2 separate regions of the Macaca mulatta genome follow, and region 2 is linked to region 1. Evidence: chromatin contacts called from public Hi-C data. All regions are on one chromosome and are shown on one strand. The core of a region is the stretch at or near the end of the contact, and the rest is flanking DNA. Distances in the headings are between cores, read along the strand shown.

Evidence for each region. A called contact is a pair of places that touch in the nucleus more often than the background predicts.
Region 2: a contact with region 1 is called in a Hi-C map of fetal cortical plate, with 1.8 times the contacts expected there. The contact joins the enhancer-like site here to the promoter of AMOTL2 in region 1. A contact is called at or near these places in 6 of 14 Hi-C or Micro-C datasets (blood, cortical neurons, fetal cortex germinal zone and 3 more).

What each region holds. Positions count from the first base shown.
Region 1 is chr2:37,417,126-37,419,847 of T2T-MMU8v2.0, reverse strand. It overlaps AMOTL2 (angiomotin like 2), which reads left to right and starts at 1,343. Exons shown (of 9, transcript XM_077991484.1): 1 at 1,343-1,532.
Region 2 is chr2:37,505,874-37,508,595 of T2T-MMU8v2.0, reverse strand. No RefSeq gene overlaps it. Among named protein-coding and RNA genes, the nearest start is that of CEP63, 22 kb to the left of the region's middle. Within about 2 kb of position 1,380, at least 13 of the 40 cell types and tissues checked have an H3K27ac peak or open chromatin away from gene starts, as enhancers often do. A contact at or near this core is called in fetal cortex germinal zone and fetal cortical plate, where this site is marked.

The DNA of each region.
Region 1 (2,722 bases), core at 94-2,593:
TGTCCTTGGTTGCCTCCAGTGAATTTGGGACTTGCAAACTCCATATTGAGGGGAGGACCTAGCCAGGGGTAGAAATCAGCCCTGACTATCCTGGTGGACAGGGCCCGACTGCCCCCACCTCACCCCAACTGACTTGTAGAGAGGCCTTGTGTGGCGGGGACGGGGAGAGTGTGTCAGAGCAGGCTTTCTGAAGAAGGAGTTTCCACCTAGCAGAGGAAGTGTCCTGGGGGCAGAGGAGAGGATTCCACGCAGGAGCCACCGAAGTGGGTACAAGGGAAACCCCCTGGCTGGCAGGGGTGTATGGGGAGGTAAAAAAGAGACTAAAACAAGGACAGGGCAGGTGAATAGAGGAGGGCTCCCAGCGTCTGCCCTGTTCATCTAGGGAGCCTGGATTCTGATAGCCAGGGAGGGGTTCTGAGAATAAGAAACCAAGCAGCCCCGTGTTTGATTACCTGGTTCTCGCTGTGTGTGACTCTGGACACGCTGCTTAAGCTCTCTGAGCCCTGGTGTCCTCATTTATAACACAGGAATGATAACAGAACGCCGTTGAAGGGTGGCTTGGCAGGGCTGAATCGGATGGCTGGGCGAAAAGCCAACGGTGGCACACCTTGCGCTCTGAGTAAAGGGGCGCCTATTATCACCTTGGGGAAGAATTGGACAGAGCGCCTGACGACGGGTGATTAAGTTGGGTAGGTGGGTCAAATTGACCGGATTTTCCAACCCAGATTCACACTTCCTGTGGAGACAGGTCGTAAAAGAGCTGGCAAAGGTGTTTGTAAACACAACTGCAATTCAAAGGTTGCCGCTGGGGGTGAAAGCAGCGGGGGTTAGGGGAAAGAGGCTAGGTGGCTAGAAGCATTCACTTCGCCCGGGGCACTGTCCCAGCCCAGAGGATATGGATGTCTTTGCAGTCCCTCCTCCTTTTCCCCCCTCCCCCGGTACACACACACACACACACACACACACACACAGCCGGAGCCCCCTCCCGCAGCAACCTCGGGACACGCGTGGTACAGCCCTTGCTGTCGTCCCGTCGATAGGTTTAGGGATGAAGGGTGAGAGCGGGTCGGCGACTGGGAGTAGAGACGATAATAAGCCGAGTTGGATTAAATTGTCTCCAGCAGCTCCCAAGGCAAAACGGGGGGGCAGGGGCGGACACAGCGCGGCCTGGAGGGCGCTGGGCGAGGAGAAACGGAGCTCGGGGGCCGGCCCGGCGCTCAGCCAGCAGCGCCGCCTCCCCGGAGGAAGGCGGGGGCCGGGAGGAGGGAGCGGGAGGAGGCGGAGGGCGGAGGAGGGCGGCGCGCTGAGAGGTTATTTGTGGTTCGCTTTGATCCCGAGGGGGAACCTGAAACTCTCACATTCCTGGCATAGCAGCCGCCTCCGGCGCGGGCCGACCCTGGGACTGCGCGCTGGGGCGCGAACAGCCAGAGCGTCGGCGCCACGGCCGAGAACACATCTCCGCGGCCGAGCTGAGCCGCGCAGACCAGGAGGTTGTGGTGTCTGACTGCGCCGGGCACCCTCGGGCCGCAGCGGTAAGGAAGGCTGCTCCGCGCTCGGGAGAGCGCGCGAGGCCACAGAAACGTGCCCCAGCCAAAGCTGTAGTCTCCGCGCAGCCCGGCCTTTTCCGGGAGTCGGAGCCCCGAGGATCGAGCGTCCTCGGGGCGCAGTGCGCCCTTTCGAGGCAGCCGCAGTGCTGGGCAAGAGCCGTTCCACGCGGGGAGCCCAGCGCCCTGGGCTTTGCGGGGCTCTAGAAGCGCGCGGGTCCCTTGGGGCTGGGGGAGAGGGGAGCAGGCCGACTCCGGAGAGAAGAGCGACGGTGTTTCGGTTTGCGGGTCGGCTGGGGTGGGGGTGGCGGGGGACAGGGATGGAGGCGCCGCTTGGAGCTCAAGTTGCAGGGTCTTGCGGGCTGATTTGGTTAGGTGGGGGTTACAGGTGCCTTTGCCCCCAACCAGTCCAAGAATTCCTCTTTGTCTTCCTTGGAAAATCCTCTCTGGAGCCACGAATTGGCTCTCACTTAGAAAGAATGCAGCCTGCTGTCCAGCCCGGTGACGTCAGCGTTAGAGTATTTGGAAAACAAAGAGGGCTCGAGAAGGAGGGAGGCGGACCCGCGATGCTTAAAGACCTCTCCGGGCCTCGGGCTACCCTCACCGGCTCGCCCCAGGCGTACCAGCGACCTTCGGTGCTCCAGGTCCGCCCGGGCTCGTGGTGGGGCGGGAGCCCTGGCTGGGGTGCGAGAGTCTCCTAGCTTGGAGACTGTCACTTTGGTTCCTTAGGCGAGCGGGACCCCAGGCCAAGGCTGGAGACGCGCGCTGGCTTAGAAAGGCGGCCTTCAGAGAGCGCAGCAGAGGGGCGCGGCCGGGGGCGAGGAAGCAGGTTTTAGTAAAGGCTCAGGCGTTTGGTGTCTGAAAGGACGTGAATCTGAGGGGCTTGGCCGGGACAAATTCGCGATGAGAGGCCTTGGAGGTGTTCCTTGCTCCCAGTCCGGGCACACTGTGGAGCGCCTGGAATCTGTCGGGAAGGCTCCGCATTCCTTCCTGCCGCTCCCCTGCCTCTGTGGGAGTCGGCCCAGAGAGTGATTATCTTAGGAAATGCCCGCAGATAAAACTCCAGGGCGAACTGAATCCCATGCGAATTGAATCCCATTTGCTTGCTTTGCCTCGGGTAGCTCCGGAGTCTTGCACATCTACCCCTCGTTGTGTGCGGGGGCGGGGGGGAGTGCATG
Region 2 (2,722 bases), core at 131-2,630, 89 kb before region 1:
CCTGGTATTATAATCTTATGGGACCACCATTGTATATGTAGTCTATCGTTTACCAAAACATTGTCATGAAGTGCATGACTGCATTATATGATTTCATTAATGCATAGATTACTAGGTTATAAAATGCTATAGGGACAAGATCCCAACTTTCAAATGTCTAAGCAAAGGGTATGTATTTATCTCTCCGTGTATCTAGAAAGAGAGAGAGGGAAAGAAAAAATGACAAAATGGAACATTCGTTGGATCTAAGTGGAGTGATATGGCTGTTCATTGTACCATTCTTACAACTTTTCTGTACTTTTAAAATTTTTCATAACAAAGTTAGAAATAAAAACACATCAAATACACATCATTGGACACACACATTCTTTTCTTGTGCATGCAGATTTTTCCAGATGTGGGAGCAAAGCCTGTGACTTGCTCATCTTCAATTATGGCCAAAAGGCATTGGCAATCTCTCCTTGTACGCTTGTTAGAGTAAGTATCGCCTCGCTCCTGTGGCCAGTGTCTTTAGAAATCTGCAGAGGCCTCCCTGTACACTAAACAAGGTGGACAGCCCCTCTGCAAGGCATGGTCTGGGCCCAGCCTGTTGGGGAACAGAGGCCTAGCTGGCCCTCTGCCCCTCTTCCTGCAGAGGCAGCAGAGCCCATGGCCCCTTTAAGGCACCTTTGCCATCGAACATGCCCCCCTACATGTGTTTGGACGCTCCCTGGTGACAGTGCCCAGGGTTGCTGCACTCGGCATCCCTGTGTGTTCATGTTCATCCCTATAAACATGCCCCCCATGTGTGTTTGGACTCTCTCCGGTGATGAAGCCACGGGGCTGCTACCCCTGGCATCCCTATGAAGGGCCAAGTGACCCTTGGCAAGAAGAGAAGCTGCAGGCCCCTTCAGGGCCACACCACGGGTCTCTGACAGAGTCCATTCGCTGGAGCTGCTATTCACAGACCCCTCACTTGCTCCTCAGGCTGGTGTTTATTTTTGAGATAGTAGTTTGGGGAGAATGGGGAAAAATTAATTGCAAAAAAAAAAAGGAATTGGAATTTTAATGAGAACCATCTGGAGTGTTTTCCAAGGGTGTAATGTTTGGTACAAGAAAGTAATTCCTTAGCTCAAATGAGGAGAAGAGAAATGAAGGAAACTCTTATATTGTGCTTATTCACCCCCCTGCCAAAAAACGACGCTGAGCAGAACCACCTAAACATGCAAATCACACACGAATGAGGGTGTAGTGGGGGCTTTGGAAACAGGAGAGCCCGAGATTCTGGCTCTGACTTGCCGCAGCAAGGAGAAATGTTTTTCCTCTGCCAAAGAGACTTTGAGGGATGCGTTGTGGTGGGCCTGGGGCCAGTGCCTGGAATTTGGGTAACCATGGAAACAGACCTGCGGGTGACAACAAACACAAGATGGAATTTCAGCATTAGCAGCCAGGGCAGAGGAATGGGAAAGTTCGGGGAAAGTTTTTTTTTTTTTTTTTAACCCTGGGGAATAGGGGAATGAGGGAATGAGGGGAGGTACAAAGAAAGTCTCCGTGCTCTGAAAAAGCGCTCCCACCCAGCACCCCAGCGGAGTCACAGGAAACCAGATTCTCCAGAAGTCTCTATTTTCACTCTACCTATTTTCTTCATGTATTTATAGCCCATCTCATTCCACTAAGGATTCCATAGGGATCTAAAAGCACTTCCCAAGGGGTCTCAGTACACAATTAGATCCCTGTCCTTGGGCCAGCAGGTGACAGGATGCAACATAATCACATATTGTGAAGACAGCCACTCTACTGGTGCATCTCAGTTCATCCTCACAACAGCCCTGCGGCCCAGGAGGGCAGGTCCCCACCTTACCTCTGGGGAAAAGGAAACTGAGGAGCCAGCTGCCCCAGCTGAAGCCCAGCCTCCTCACACCATACCACTACACCTATAATCTTTATTCTGGGAAAATTTGAATAATTATGGTAGCCAACATTTATGAAGAAGAGGAGCAAAACCCTACATCAACCAGTGTGCGAAGGTCAACTATCTGTGTGGTTGCCGGAGTAGGCATGTGTTTCTGCTTCAAGGACATTTGATTGAATGGGAAAGGATTTATGCGATGGGAGGAAGAAATTTTTACAGAGTTATTAGGCATAAAAATTAAAGAAAAGAAACCATGGACTTGAGAATTTTCTTCTCTGAGGTTTTTGGAGGAGGAATAGCTGACATCCGTTTAGATGCCAGAACAAATCAGAGCCTGAGATTGAAAGAAGCATAAAAACATCCACTACAGAATCCTTCCTTTGCAGATGGGGAAACCAAGACAGAATTGGAACTGGAGGCTGAGCACAGTGGCTCATGCCTGCAATCCCAGGACTTTGGGAGGCCAAGGTGGAATGATTGCTTGAGGTCAGGGGTTTGGGACCAGCCTGAGCAACACCGCAAGACCCTGCCTCTACTTTAAAAAATGAAGAAGAGGCCGGGCGCGGTGGCTCACGCCTGTAATCCCAGCAGTTTGAGAGGCCGAGAGGGGCGGATCACGAGGTCAGGAGATCGAGACCATCCTGGCTAACACGGTGAAACCCCGTCTCTACTAAAAAATACAAAAAACTAGCCGGGTGAGGTGGCGGGCGCCTGTAGTCCCAGCTACTCGGGAGGCTGAGGCAGGAGAATGGCGTGAACCCGGGAGGCGGAGCTTGCAGTGAGCTGAGATCCGGCCACTGTACTCCAGCCCGGGCGACAGAGCGAGACTCC